Regions from separate parts of the Macaca mulatta genome. Here region 1 is linked to region 2. The links are chromatin contacts, called in public Hi-C maps. All regions are on one chromosome and are shown on one strand. Each heading gives the region's core, a stretch centred on a gene start, on an enhancer-like site or on the middle of the called end of the contact. The rest is flanking DNA. Distances are from core to core; before and after follow the strand shown.

Region 1 (6,684 bases), core at 3,473-5,972, 260 kb before region 2:
GGGTGTGCAACAGGAAGACATCTAGCCAGCAGCTCAGGACACAGCTGTTTGGCGTCCCATGGCCATGGGGGTCAGTCTCTACCAGGGCCAGTAGCCAGACTCAGCTGCCTGTCCAATGCAGAAGAGCAGCTGATGAGCAGAGCATCAGGGCTCCAAGCCGGAGGACTCTGTGCTGTGACACTGGGGGTATGCCACGCCCACCTGCCACCCAACCTACCTAAGACACTCCACGCTCCCTTGGATCTGCTGGGTCATAAGGCCCGTGTGTCAGGGCAGCTTGCACTGTAGCCAGACCTAATGCAGAACCCTTTCTTACTTGGAGCCCCTCCAAAACTGGCAGTCTCACCAGTTTCCCAGGAAGTGGATCAGAGCTGCACCCCCAGGTGTGGTGTACGCAGCCTCCGAAATCCAGAGGTCCTGCCGGCACCATGTCTCTTATCTACTGGCAGATGGTACAAGGTATAGCCATGTACCTTTCAGAGGAGAATTCCAAATTCCGTCACCTCCTGCCTGCTGGTCTCCTACTGGGAGCCAGAGAGTGCCGGAGCCCAGGAGATGCTGTCTGTGGGGGTCAACCCCCTGAACACGGAGCAGGGTGGAGGCTGCATCTGTGTGTGAGCCGCAGAGGGAGAGTAACCACCGCTACACACCATGCATCAGGTCAGTCCCCTGCCCCCAACCCACCAATGGCCTCTACTGCTCTTCAAATAATCCCCTAACCCTTGGCTTGGGCCTTGAGATTTGGGGCCATCTGGCCCCCACCAGGTTGGTACATGAGACGCACTCATCGTTGGTCCAGGTGTGACCCACCTTCACGTTGTTTGTTTGTTTGTTTGTTTGTTTGTTTTTAATAATGTGATAAGCACCCATGAATCCATCACTCCAGACAAAAATCCAGGCCCGGACAGTATCAGACCTCCAGCCAGTGAGCCCCCATTGACTCTCACCTCCCCAGCCTCGGCATCCAGAACCTGGAATCCCTTTGCCTCCTGCACTTGCTTTGCTTGTTGGATTTCATTGCATCCATGTGTATTCCTAGACGGTCTTTTGAACAGCTGTTTTAGAATGTAGTCTTTGGTGCGAGACTTCCTCACTGAATATGACGTTGCTCACATTCACCTATGGTGTGGTGGTGTACGCTGCTGCCTTCTCTGCTGCAGGGTACTCCGGGGGCATCCCGGGGTTCTCGTGCTCTTCCTCTGGCATGTGGGCATGCAGGTTATGCTGCGGGGAGCAGGGCTGCTGTGGACGTCACTGCCCAGGTCCTTGTTGGTCCACCTCTCCCCACACCTGCTACTCCCCTTCCTCTCTCTCACCCTGCCGCATGCCAGCCACACTGGCCTTTCTCCATTCCTTTGAGCTCGTCCCCACCTCGGGCCTTTGCTCCTGCCATTTCCTCTCCCAGGAAGGCTCTCCTTGCCTGTCTCATCCTCATTCTGGTTCAGCTTGATGGCATCTTCTCAGATGCCTGCCCCAACCCACTGGGCTCTGTAGCCCTCCCCTCCAAGCATCTGTCCCCTTTAGGGCAAAGTCTTCCTGGGGGGCTCAGGGAGGGACTCCAGCAGATGTGGCTGGAGCACAGGGTGAGAGGGTGGGGCGAGAGGTGTGTTGGAAATGGTTGGAGAGCAGATGCAGGAAGGCCTTGAATGTCATGCCAAGGAGGCCCGAACACGCCCCAGGCTTCAAAGTGTGTTCGGATCCAAGCCCCAAAGGAGGCCTCTGGCAGCCAGAGCGCTCCCCCAGGCCCTTGAGGAAGGGCAGCTACTGCATGTGCTTCAATATGAAGCAAGCAGTTCTCCCCAAATATGGCCCTCAGGAAAGAGGGGGTTGCTCATTTTGAGTCTTTATATAGTTTCACAGTTTTTGGGGAGCACTTGTTACTTTATTTTGAAAATCAAAGTTCTGGCTGGAGAATGCACGTTAGATTAAAACATCCTCAGCTGTTATGGAGGCTTCTGAGGGCTACCTGCAAAAGTGGTGGAAGGAAGATGTGAAGAATCTTTTTACTGACAGGCACCATCCAGAGCGGCGTGAGCTGGGGAAGGTGAGTGCCTGAAGCCACTCAGCCAGCGGGCTACAGAGTGCGGGTTCATCCTCCTTGTTTTCAGAAGGGGAAACCAAGGCCTGGGGAGGTGAGTGACTTCCCGAGGAGAAGAGCCAGGCCTGGAATGCAGCATTTCTGCCTCCAAGCACTTCTGGCTTTTTCACTGTAAATGCAGGGCAACACGCCGGGCACAAGGGACACAGATCTTTCTGCTTTCTTGACCTTGATGGCATAGATGATGTTGTTATGGGGAGCACCAGCTTTGGAGCCAGGAGACCTGAGTTCTAATTCGCAGCTTCTCCCCCACCCAGCTGTGTGACCTTGGGCCAGTTACCTCCCCTCTATAAGCCGGCTTCTCTGCGAGTGGAATGATAGCAGTGCCCTTTCCTGGGCTGCTGTGAGGCTGCGGCCTCTGCAGAGGTGGGAGGGGGTCAGGCCTGTGAATGTGAGAGCCAGGGGTGTGAAGTGGACACCAGGGTGGGGTAGAGGAACTGTGTCCTCTCTCTGAAGTGGTCCATGGGGCAGCTAGGATGTGACCCTGCTCAAGGGGGTCCAGGTGCAGCAGAGCAGGGGCAGGAGGGGCCTGGGTGTCCATTCGGCTGCACTCACAGCCCTGTGCCCAGCAGGTCCAATGATTCTCACCATGGGAACATGTGTTTGCCACCACAGGCCTTGGATATCTTGTAAAACTCACAATTTGTTCAAAAGAATAAACAGCATGAAAGGGGCTGCCCGGCCTTCATCCAAGGCTGGGAGGGGTGGGAGCAGCCCTGAGGCTGCTTTCCATTTAAACCAGATTTGGAGGCGTCTGTTCTGTCAGACCTCTGGGTCGGGAAGCCCTTCCTGGCACAGATTGTGTGCTCGACTCAGGCCTTGGATGGAGGACACAGGACCTCACTTCCCCATCTGTAAACAAGGAGAACGATGGGGTTAAGGCATGTGATAAAGGATGAATGTATGCAAAGTGCTTACGCCTCAGTGGGAAAGCAGGTGCTGGGAAGGGTTAGCATTATTTCTGTAGGAGACAGATGTGTACAGACTGAGCCCTGAGGAGCAGCACTGGGATTCAGGGAGACTGGAACTGGGGGACATGGGAGGACCCTGGTCTGCTGGAAGAGGCGGAGAAGATTTCCTGGGTGGAAACCAGGGACAGGATAGACAAAGGTGGGTCCCAGCAGAAAAAGTGGCATGTGTAAGGGCTCTGAGGTGGGAGCCAGGTTTTCATATTTGAGGAGCTAATAAAAACTCCCCAGGGCTGAGAGGCAGGGGCCAGGTCACGTGGGCTAATGGGCTGCCTTAGAGGCTGCCAACCTGGGCATCAGTGAATGCATCCCAAAAAATGACGCATGGGCTTGGCCTCAAGGAACAAGACGGTGTTAGTATTGTACAGAAGGGTGTCCCAGGCAGAAGGAGCTGGAGTCCAGGGAGCGCAGACACAGTGTATGGTGAAGCCACGCCAGGCCTGGGCAGGGCCAGATCCCATCCCTGTCTGTTGGTCAGGAGGACACAGTTTCACTTTGTCCCACTCGCCTCTGCCTCCGGGAGACCCCGCACACCCAGCGTATGCAGCCAGCTCACAGGGATGAGATGTGCTCTCTGCTGAGCTGGCTCTGGAGACCCAGGTGCCATTTGGAGCCTGTGAGACCCCTTCTTTGGGAAGTATCAGCCAAGAATCAGGACAACGCCTGGATCTCCGGCCCAAGTGGGTGAGGTGCTGAGATGGGAAAGTAGGAGAAGGGCTTTGGGGGTGCTGAACAGGAATGTCTATGAGCAGCTGCAGGAGGGGTGGAGGGCAGCTTCCTGGGGCTGAGTTCAGGAGGGCACCCGCCCTGGGGTTGGAGAGGAGGTGCTGTCCGCGCGGATGTGGTGTGCAGTCCTAAGGGGCAGGGTGCCTGTGGACAGGGACTGGAGCCTGAAAAGGAGGCAGCTGGGGGATGAAAAGAAAGCCAGGACAGGCGGGAGGGGCCTGGGTTCCGGGTAGTGGGCTGAGAGAGTGGCACTAAAGAGAACAAGAAGGGTGTTGGAGTGATCATGAGGTGGGAAGAGACAAGTGAGTGTCAACACATCCTTTACAAATTAGACTATGACTAGGAGGACAGAAATAGGGAGGAGCAGGTGAGGGAAGGGGTCTGTCGGGGCCAGTGGGGATCAGCAGCCTCCAGGGTTCCTTCGGTTCTGATCTTCCCTGACGACTTGGTTTATTTATGGCCAGGTGTTTGTGGGGAAGGCAAAGGAGCGGCCGCGAGGGGGAGCCAGGACCCAGCCCAAGGCCTCCTCTGAGCGGAGACCGGGACGCTCTAGTCTCAACTCGATGTGTTTCCAAGGGGATGTGAGCTGTGATGACAATCTGAGTTTCCATGAAGTAGGGTCTCTCCTGTCCTCTGCCAGAGACTAGCGGCGAGTCCTGCCGGTGCCCTCTAGGCCCCCGTTTCCATTGGTCCATGGTGGTGCCCTCCTCACCCGGGTGGTGTGGAAGTGGAGGGGTGGGTGGGAGGCACGGGTTGAGAGAGGGCCCACGGGGCCTGTGCCTCCCTGCCGGGCCCCACCCATGCCCCGTGGGGCCCCGTGAGTGCGCTTGCCTGCAAGGCTGCCTCCCAGCTCCGAAGATGTTTATTCACCAGCCCGACCTCCACGAGCACCTGGGAAGTCACCAGGACTGTGTTGCTGAGGAAACTGAGGCACAGGCCACCGCATGCTTTCACGCTCACCTGCCTGAAAATCCCTGCTGCCGGGAAGGCTGCGCTCTGGGCTCTGGGGCTAGGGTGGGCTGTTTCTTCTCTACTTGCTGTGAGTGCCGAGGCAGAAACCGCATGGGACCAGGGTTAGGAGCTGCAGATACACAAACCAGCCCAGTAGAAGGCAGTCTCCTCACAGGGAGAGCATTGAGTCCAAATGCAGCCCTGGTGCAGGGCTTCCAATGTTAGAAGCTCTCAGGGGAGGCCAGGAATCTGCGTTTGGAGTAGTTGCTCCAAGTGGATCTGAAGGTGGGGTTGGGGTGTGAGACAACCCTGTGAGAAGTCACTCTATAGATGAAGGTAGCTTGTCCAGGGCACAAGGCTGGACTGCTGCTGCCAAGCCCCAAAGTCACATTTATCCCTTTCTTCCTTTGTTTAACAGGCATCAATCCACTCCCACTACATGGGGGCCCTTGCTATGCCCAGGGCGCTCAGAGAGAATTTACAACTGGTCCAGCCTGCGGGAGACTCACAGGCTAGAGGGGAGACGCTCACCTGTAGCAAGCAATGAGTGCAATATGATCATTGCACCTGGGAAGCTCGACGGAGGAGTGCTCCAGACGGAGGGAACAGCACGGACAAAGGCCTGGAAGCAAGAGGCAAGGCTGAAAAGAGCAGAGTCAGGGAGAAGGCACCGTGACAGGAGGAGGGCCAGGGCTCAGGTACGGAGGGGCGGAGCCCTCACCAAGGCCTTTGAACTTAAATTGGGGCTGGGAGAGCCTGGGCATGTCTCACAGAGCTCTGCAACTGTCCTTTTACTTGAAAGTCTCTCACCATCCTGAGGACCCCCATGGCTGGTGAATTCTGTGAACCTACTCCTGGCAGGAGCCCTGGCACCCCCCGAACACCATACTCTAGTGTCGAGCTGTCCCCACTGGAATGCAGGTTGGAAAGGAGGCAATGGAGTAGGGTGAGTGGGAACTGAGGTTGCAAAATTCGGTGGAAATGGGGAGGGAGGCGGTGGGGAAGGGGAGGCGGTGGGCAAGGGGAGGCGGTGGGGCGGGAAGGGGAGGCGGTGGGGCGGGAAGGGGAGGCGGGGGGCAGCTGATTTGTTTTAGAGCAAGAGGCTCTGGGCTGCTTTCTAAACTGCAGCATCAAAGGCTGCCTGGAAACACGTACAGAATAAGGTGGAATATTATGGAAATCGTCTTCCCTGCTTTGTGGCCTGGGAATTCACGATCATTGAGAAGAATTTCCCCTGGTCCCATATTTATCCCTATCTTTGAAAGTAAAGCTTTCGAATCAAATAAATACAAATTATGGTCATACGTTTCTTCTGAACTCAGCTGACTTCATCAGCCATACTGTACCTGGATGGGACTTTTTAAAAGCTGTTCTTCCAGGGTTGGAGGGTCAAGCGGACTTGCCTCTTGAGAGTCAGTGTGGGAAGTTTCCAGTGTTCATCTTTCCGGCCATCATGCTTCTGGTCACTGGCACCAAGAGTGGCCTGGCAGTGGAGGGCTCCGGCGCCATCCTGACATGGCCATGCCAGGGTCTCATGCGAGTCCCTTAGATTTGTTGAGCCTCCGTGTCTTCTCTGCCAGGATGGATTAATTATACCTACTGATCATTCACGTTTATTTTTCTTAAAGTAATATAAACACATTGTTTCAAAAAATCTAACGGAACTATTGGCCAATAAAGAAAACCAATAGTCCTCAAATTATCCCCATCTCAACCAGTTCCAACCCAGTTCCACTTTCCAGAGGCAGCTGCTCAAGTCCTCAAGCTGCTTCTGTCTTCCCTTTCATACCTCAGTCCAGCATGTTAAAAATGCTGTTTCTCGCTCGGCTCCTCCAAGAGATGTTTCCATGGGCTTCCCGGGCAGGGCAGTGGGAACCTGCCTTTCTCCCAACGCTCCCACACTTCCTCTTCCCCAGCTCCTGGTAGTCAGAGCACATGCGT
Region 2 (6,977 bases), core at 4,003-6,502:
GGGATGCGCTAGCCTTTCCAAGGCCTCCCCAGAACATCACAGGAGCTTCTTACTCAGATGAAGAAATTCGACCAGGTGGTACCACCAAAACATCATGACTTACTGTCCACCACCCCCACCCCCTGAGTCCATGCACACAATCTACAATTCCTTTTTTTTTTTCTTTTCCAAGTTACAGAACTGACTGCTTTTTGGCATTGACAGCCATGATGGCTGTTTTTATAACGGCGGGGTTCACATTTGTCGTGATCAACCTCCTTTATATTGCAAGGATGCATCCAGTCTCAGCACACAGTGAAAGGGCCCAGTGAGTCACTGTCAATTAAATAGTGACCTCATTATCTGGTTTGGTGTGGGAACAGCAACTCTGGACAAACGGAATTATGTGGTAAACTACAAAATTTTCTAACTATGGCATAGATACTAGTTACCAATTCCCAAAGATGTGAGACAATAGAAATACCAAAAGCAAAATACATTTTTTAATTCTCTGGGAACGTTCAGAAAGCCTTCGTGTGAATGCCAGCTCTCGGCTGCCAACACACACATGTAGAAGGTACAAGTTGTGGAACCAGAATCAAATATTTGCAGCTGGAAGCTTGGAAACTGCCACCTACTATCTGCAGCTTTGAGCAAATCCCTGAACCTTAATGTCTGCATCTATAAAATGGGAATCACATTAATAACAGCTAGTATCTGCCTAGCACTTTACAGTCTTCTACATCTGCTCCCTCACAAGTGCCCCCAAGGCAGGCAGAGCCCAGCTGGCGTGAGGGCAGACAAGAGCATGTATGGGAACACGCTCTGAACACTGGAAAGCACCGTGCACAGAGAACAAGCGTCATCAGGCCATCACCACAAAGCTGTCCGCCTGCATAAAGCCCAGATGTTTACCTTCTTTCCTTGTCAGGACTTATAAAAGCAGAGTGTCGGGTGTTTAATAATAAGAAAGAAAAATGCAGCATCTGGCAATTTGGCTTTTCCAGCTGTTTGGAATCTGGATAAACGGGACTCTGCCATAAACAGATCATGATTCTTATTGTAAATGATGACAATGTTAGTCCATGACGTCACACCATCCCAGTGCCTCCCAATTCCAGATCAAATACACAGGCCCCAAACATTTATGGATAAACTACTAGATTCAAGAACCCACTCTCTTCCTCTGCGTAGGGACTATCTGAGGCAGGCGGCAGAGCATCTGAAACCTGACCCCAGGCTGAGCCATACTGTCTTCTCTCCGGTCACTGAGCAGCAGTGGTCACAAAAGACCCGAAGCTTGGTACCTCTCTGCCTCCCCTGGCTAGCACACCACAGTTAGTGCCCTCCACATTCAGCATTTTAAAAATGTAACCTTTCTTCCTTCTCACTCTGTCCCCTTTATCTCAAGTGTCACTGACCCTAGCATGGGCCCTGCACGAATTAATAAAACAACTCTTGTTTTATTTACCCTGCAAGGTAGGCATCATTACCTCTCGTGCAAATGAAAACCCAGAGGTTGAGAATGTGAAACACGTTACAGTAGTAATCCTAAAAATAACCAGGCACTGAGGTGGCCCTTGCACACTCTTTATCACTAATGATCTCATCAGTCTTGGAAATTAAGTCTCAGGGTAAATTTACAAATGAGGGAACCAAAGGCTCAGAAGAGTGAAATTGCTTCCCCCAAGTCCCACAGATCATAGATGGTGGGGTCTCACAATTCCCAGCACAGTCAATACGTATTTTTCAATTGGTATTTCTGTCTGTTTCCAATAAGCCTGAGAACTTGGAGCTAGACACCAAACAATCAAAGGGTTACATGGTCTGGGGACTATTTCGGTAGGAGTAGGGGCAGCAAGAAGGTGCCGTTTCCTTGCAGCATTTTTAAGGACGTTGAAGAACTGGGGGGAAGCTGGTTTTGTCTCGGGCCACTCGGTGGCTGGACTCTGAGGGAAAGCTTGCCTACAGCGACACAGAGGCCAGCAGGGAAAACTCTCCAAGCCCAGGACCGAGCCTTCTCTTTCTCCCTAGGCCAGGTTAGGATAGAGCTGTGGCTTCCCTAACCCCTGCCCTACACATACCAAACACTTTCCCACGTTCAGGCCTCAGTTTCCTCACCCTTCATATGAGTGGGTTATATCCCACCACACCAGCCTCACTGGGAGGCTATGAAGAAAAGTTGTGAAACCTCTTGGAAAAAAGCTTCACCAGAGAGACCAGCTTAAGGTACAAAGAAAGAGGCTCTTCTTCCCATCCCTTTATTCTCCTCTGCCCTTTCCAAATGTAATCCTGACTTGAAGATCTTTTATTTTGGACATGTTTGGGGGTGTGCATAAAAATAACTGGGGTTAGGGGGAATGGAAGTAGGAAGATCGGACACAAAGCCCCCAGACGAAAGATCTCACCATAGCGTGGAACAAAGGTTATGTTCGGGAGAGTTGTTCGCTAGGTCTGCAGAGAACTCGATCTTCAGATGACAGCCACGATGTTTTTAAACATAGAACGTTGCAGGAGGGTATCTATTTAAGGGAGGATTGTGTATGGAGCCGGGCAAGCCAGGGAGCTCCCGGCAGCAAACATTACTCATGTCTCGCTGCACAGCGCTCCTCTCTGGTAAAAGAGACCTCATATGTGTGTATTCCAGCAATAACATTCTGCAGGCATTTCCCGCCCCTCCCCACTGTATCTGTCCTTCTAAAATATTATCTCTATCCCTTGAAAAAGAGGCTGGCATCTAAAACAAAGAGATGGGAAATAGTTCTCTCTCATAAAGTCGAGTGTTTTCTTTAAAAAAGAAAAAAACTGCTTATGTTTATTTCATTTTACTAATCCCTGAACCAGGGAGTTGGCTGTTTTTGATCCACGAGGAGCTCTCAACTCTAAAAGCAGGCTGCCTACCTCTTCTGAGTTGTGGGGCTGATGCTAGGAAGTGGTGCCTATAACCATAAAACCCAAACTGTTTTTGTCTTCCTTGAAAATCATTTGGAAAGAGAACCAAGAGGTCCCAAATGCCGATAGTCAAACCCCAAAGCCTTGGTTTTCCCTAAGGGAAAAAAACGGGGAGGACGAGGACACGGCATCTTAACAATTTCTCCAATTCCTGGTTAATTATCTGTCAGCACGAAACTCATAAATAATGACTCAATAATAATTAACTGTGATGAGAAGAGCGTGTTCCTGAAAATCCCAGCACCATCTCTGACTTTGAGCCCATAAGCCATGCTGGGACCTCCACCTTCCGTGGCCAGCTTCACTGGGGGACGAAGGGGCTTGCCAAGGAGCTTGTGATCCAAGACTAGGCTGCCGAAGCACCAAGTACAGAAAAGTCATGTTTAAGTTAGGACGTGACCCAGGCTGGATTGCTGATGCAGAAAATTTTCCCTCAGGAATCCAGAAATCATCTGGTTTAATTAATTCCTCACTTGACAGATGGGGAAACTGAGGTCCCAAAAGGAGATCTTGCTAAAGGCCTCTGGGTTTTGTTAGTTAAGAAGATTGAAATACTTCAAACTATGCCTTGAGCTGCTCAGAAACAGACACCAATATATGTGTTGCTATTCGCCCTCATATATAATAAAATTTTGACAAGTTTCTATGCAAGCTTTATCAGAAACATACAGAAGCAAAATTATGTAAGCTGAGAGCTTTCTACAAACACATTTGCCCAAACGGGGCTGAGTTTAAATTAGATGCTTCGCAAAGCAGGCATACTTTCAGACTGACAAGCTAGTCCCAAACAATAAGAGAGAAACTGAGGAACTCAGAAGAAAGTTCCACTAAGTTCTCCCGAGCACGCGGTGGCGAAGCCAGGCAGCCCGAATCTCCACAGGAGCCGCCAGGCACGTTGTCAGGGCCGGACTCACCCTTCCCGGCGGCAGCGGCCTTGGATGGACCGTAGTCTCGGGGGCTCCGGGGCCGGAGGAGGTCGTGGGAGCGCGGTGGCGGTGCGGGAGGCCGGGCTAGCAGGTCCCGCGGGCCCCTGTCCGCGCAGCCGCCGCCACTCACGGTGACCCTGAAGGCCATGTGCGCACCGAGGCTGGCGTGGCCGCGGCCGGGGCCGGGCGCAGCGGGGGCCTCCTTGGGCCTCTTGTCCGAGTGTGCCTCAGCCACCTCGCAATGCATGGCGCCGGGGCGGGGCGCACGGCTGGGGGTCGCGCCGGGCTCCTGGGGAGGGGAGACAGCACAGCGTGTTAGAATGCGGAAAGCGGCCCCCGTCTCGTCCCGGGGCCGAGTTTGAGCAGGTCACTGCCCCTTCCGTGGATTCCGCGTCTCTAACATAGGTTAGCGCCACCACACCTAGCCCAATCAGAGGTCAAACCCACCTGATCCCACGCAAAAGCCCCCTCACTCAGGAGCGGTTCGCCCTTCCCAGGTGCGCTGAAGACCCCAGGCCCCCGCGCCGCGGCGCATTACCGAGAAGTCCCACCCAAATCCGCCTCCACCGAAACCAGCCTCCTTTCCACGAATGGTGAAACTGAGGCCTGGAGCTGGTAGCGCGCCTCTTCCCTGTCCCCAAGTGGAACAGGGAGCCGGCGGCAACGAGGATTCCCAGAGAAGAACTCGAGCGAAGCCCCGGAGACGGCTCCGGCTGTGTCACTGGCTGCGCGCTTCGTCGAGGCTCCGGGGCCGAGCTGCGCGCGGAGGCTGCGGACTCGAACCCAAAGGCCCGGGGGAAACCCCCAGAGACTCACCCGCGACCACCTGAACCGGGAAAACGCCAGTCCCAGGATGGGCGCTGAATCCAGCGACGCGAACCCATCACGCGCAGCCGGGACACCCACATTCCCATGCGCAGCGGAGGAATCGAGCCCGTCGCGCGCGCAAACCCGCACAGTGGGCAATGCCCACGCGGCCGCCGCCACACACCCGCACGCCCGTCGAGGCACGCCCGGAGACGTACACGCCACCCACACTGCCACTGGTCAGACGCTCGGCAGCGCACTACCACCCCGTCCCACGCTCTTGCCACACGCGCGTGAGAGGGGGCCGCGCCGGAGCCTCGGCCCTTCAGTCAGGGGCCCCAAACTCTCCGTTCCCGTCCGCACTCCCAGCGCCATCCCCAAGCTGCCGGGGTTCGAGCGTCGCCGGGACGCCAGCCTCGGATCTCGGGCCCCGCACCCGCCCCTCCCTCGGCCGCGGGCCGCGCCCCCTCTCACCTCGCAGCTGCAGCTGCAGATCGCTGGGCGCCCGGCTCAGCGCGCCTCCACTGGCGCCGCAGCCCCAGCAGCCGCCGCCGCCGCCGCGTCCTACGGGGCGGTTCCCCGGGGGACGGGGGCGGGCCCGCGTCTGCCCGACAGCTGCTCCAGCCACTGGCTGGCCGCGGCCGCGCCACCCAGGCCAATCGTGGCGCGAGGGCGGGGCATCCCCCCTGGGGGTCTGGGCGGGGCCCGGCGCGGGGCTGAGCGGAGGGTTTGACAGGCTGCGGCGGGCTGTAGCCCCGCGGTGCCCGCGCCTCTCGGGCGGCCGAGCCGGGCAGGACCGCGGGGCGGCGCCGCGACGAAAGAGGCTGGGCCTGGGAGTCGGCGGAGTGCGCTGGGCGTGAGGAGCGCCGGGCTCAACCAGGCTCCCTGCCCGCCTCTCCACTAGCCCCGGACAGGATCCTCCCTTCTCCTAGTCGGTTTTCTCCTCCATCAGATGGGAATGGCACTATCTGCTAACGCGAAGCGCACAGATGCGAAAGTGCTTGAAAAGTTTTCTTGCAGAATCCAACCCGCTCACTGGAGAATTTGTGGAGATTTCACAGCGAGTGGGCAGCAAATCTGGGACCCAAACCCAGGCCTCTCAGCCCACTTTCTTAAGTTTGTTTTTGTGTTTTTCCGCTGGAAAGAGTCCAGGGTAAAAGGTGTCAGACTCTGAAGTTAAAGATAAAAAATGATGCCTGATCCCAACTAGGAAATATTCCAATTGAGTCTGGGGGAAGAGGCCCCCAGCGCTTAGGCTTTCGAGCTCCCAGGATATCCTTACAGATCTGGGGATTGAGACCCACTCTAGGGGTACATCCTGTTGCCCTGCCTTCTGGGATCCCCCCACAGACAGCAAGCAGTGTCTCGGGGGGCCCTGCCCAACGTGTAGGAAGAGCATGGGACAAAGAACAGTAAGGCTTCACAGCACCTGGAAGCAATGGCTCAGTTCCCCGCTCTGAGCCTGAGTCCTCCCGTGTGAAATGGGAGTGTTCGCCTAGGCCTGGTCTACCTGCCATGGCTACCGAAGGATCCAGCCAAGCCCTGAAATGGTTTCTCCATTTCACCTAGGTGCCTCCTGTGCACTGTTTGCTGGTGGTCTGGGCTGGCTCCAAGGGTCCTGACTGGTTTCAAACTCCTTTGAAGTCTGGTCCCTTTGGCCTTGGTCTCAAACTGAAAAATGTATATGGCGCCCCTCTGGACTACACAACATGTCAACTTCATAGCACAGGACTCTGCACAGAATAACTGACCCCAGGCAGCATCCTCAGAATCCTGGAAAACCAGAATTTTAGAATTTCAAAATCATAAAATTGGATTTCTTATAATGTGTTTAAAATAGTATCTAACAATTAGAGTAATAATAGTAAGAAAGACTTTGAGGTTTTAGTTAGACCCACCCTCCATTCAGAGGAGAAGGGATGTGACTGGCCTGTGTCAATGTGGTGGGGGGTGGCAGAGCCGGGGAATCCAGGCTTCCTGACTCCAGGCGATGCTCTTCCTCCAGTACCAACCACTCTGCTGCTCACAGGCAGAGGGTGTAAATCAACCATGCCCATAACATACAGGCCAAGGGTTGTGCCTCACTCAGTGCCAGCACCCCTCCCCCCACCTCCACACACTCTTGTGGAGTCCCAGCTAGTTCTGCTGCCAACAAGCCATTCTAGACGAATGGTAACTTCACTCTGGACCTCAGCTTCCCCCTCCAAAGGCATGAAGTTGGAAGACCTCTGGCCTTTCTAGTTCTGCTCTTCTCTTCAGTAAGGCCAGGATCCAAGTCCTCTGCCCTCCCTCCACCCCCACCCCCGCCACACA

What was found. A called contact is a pair of places that touch in the nucleus more often than the background predicts.
Region 1: a Hi-C map of fetal cortical plate shows a contact between it and region 2, with 2.2 times the contacts expected there. The contact joins the enhancer-like site here to the promoter of GLIS1 in region 2. A contact is called at or near these places in 3 of 14 Hi-C or Micro-C datasets (fetal cortex germinal zone, fetal cortical plate and fibroblasts).

Annotation. Positions count from the first base shown.
Region 1 is chr1:187,128,244-187,134,927 of T2T-MMU8v2.0, reverse strand. No RefSeq gene overlaps it. Among named protein-coding and RNA genes, the nearest start is that of DMRTB1, 26 kb to the left of the region's middle. Within about 2 kb of position 4,722, at least 8 of the 40 cell types and tissues checked have an H3K27ac peak or open chromatin away from gene starts, as enhancers often do. A contact at or near this core is called in fetal cortical plate, where this site is marked.
Region 2 is chr1:186,871,188-186,878,164 of T2T-MMU8v2.0, reverse strand. GLIS1 (GLIS family zinc finger 1) reads right to left here and starts at 5,252. Exons shown (of 10, transcript XM_077956063.1): 1 at 5,139-5,252; 2 at 3,846-4,146. The coding sequence starts at 4,104.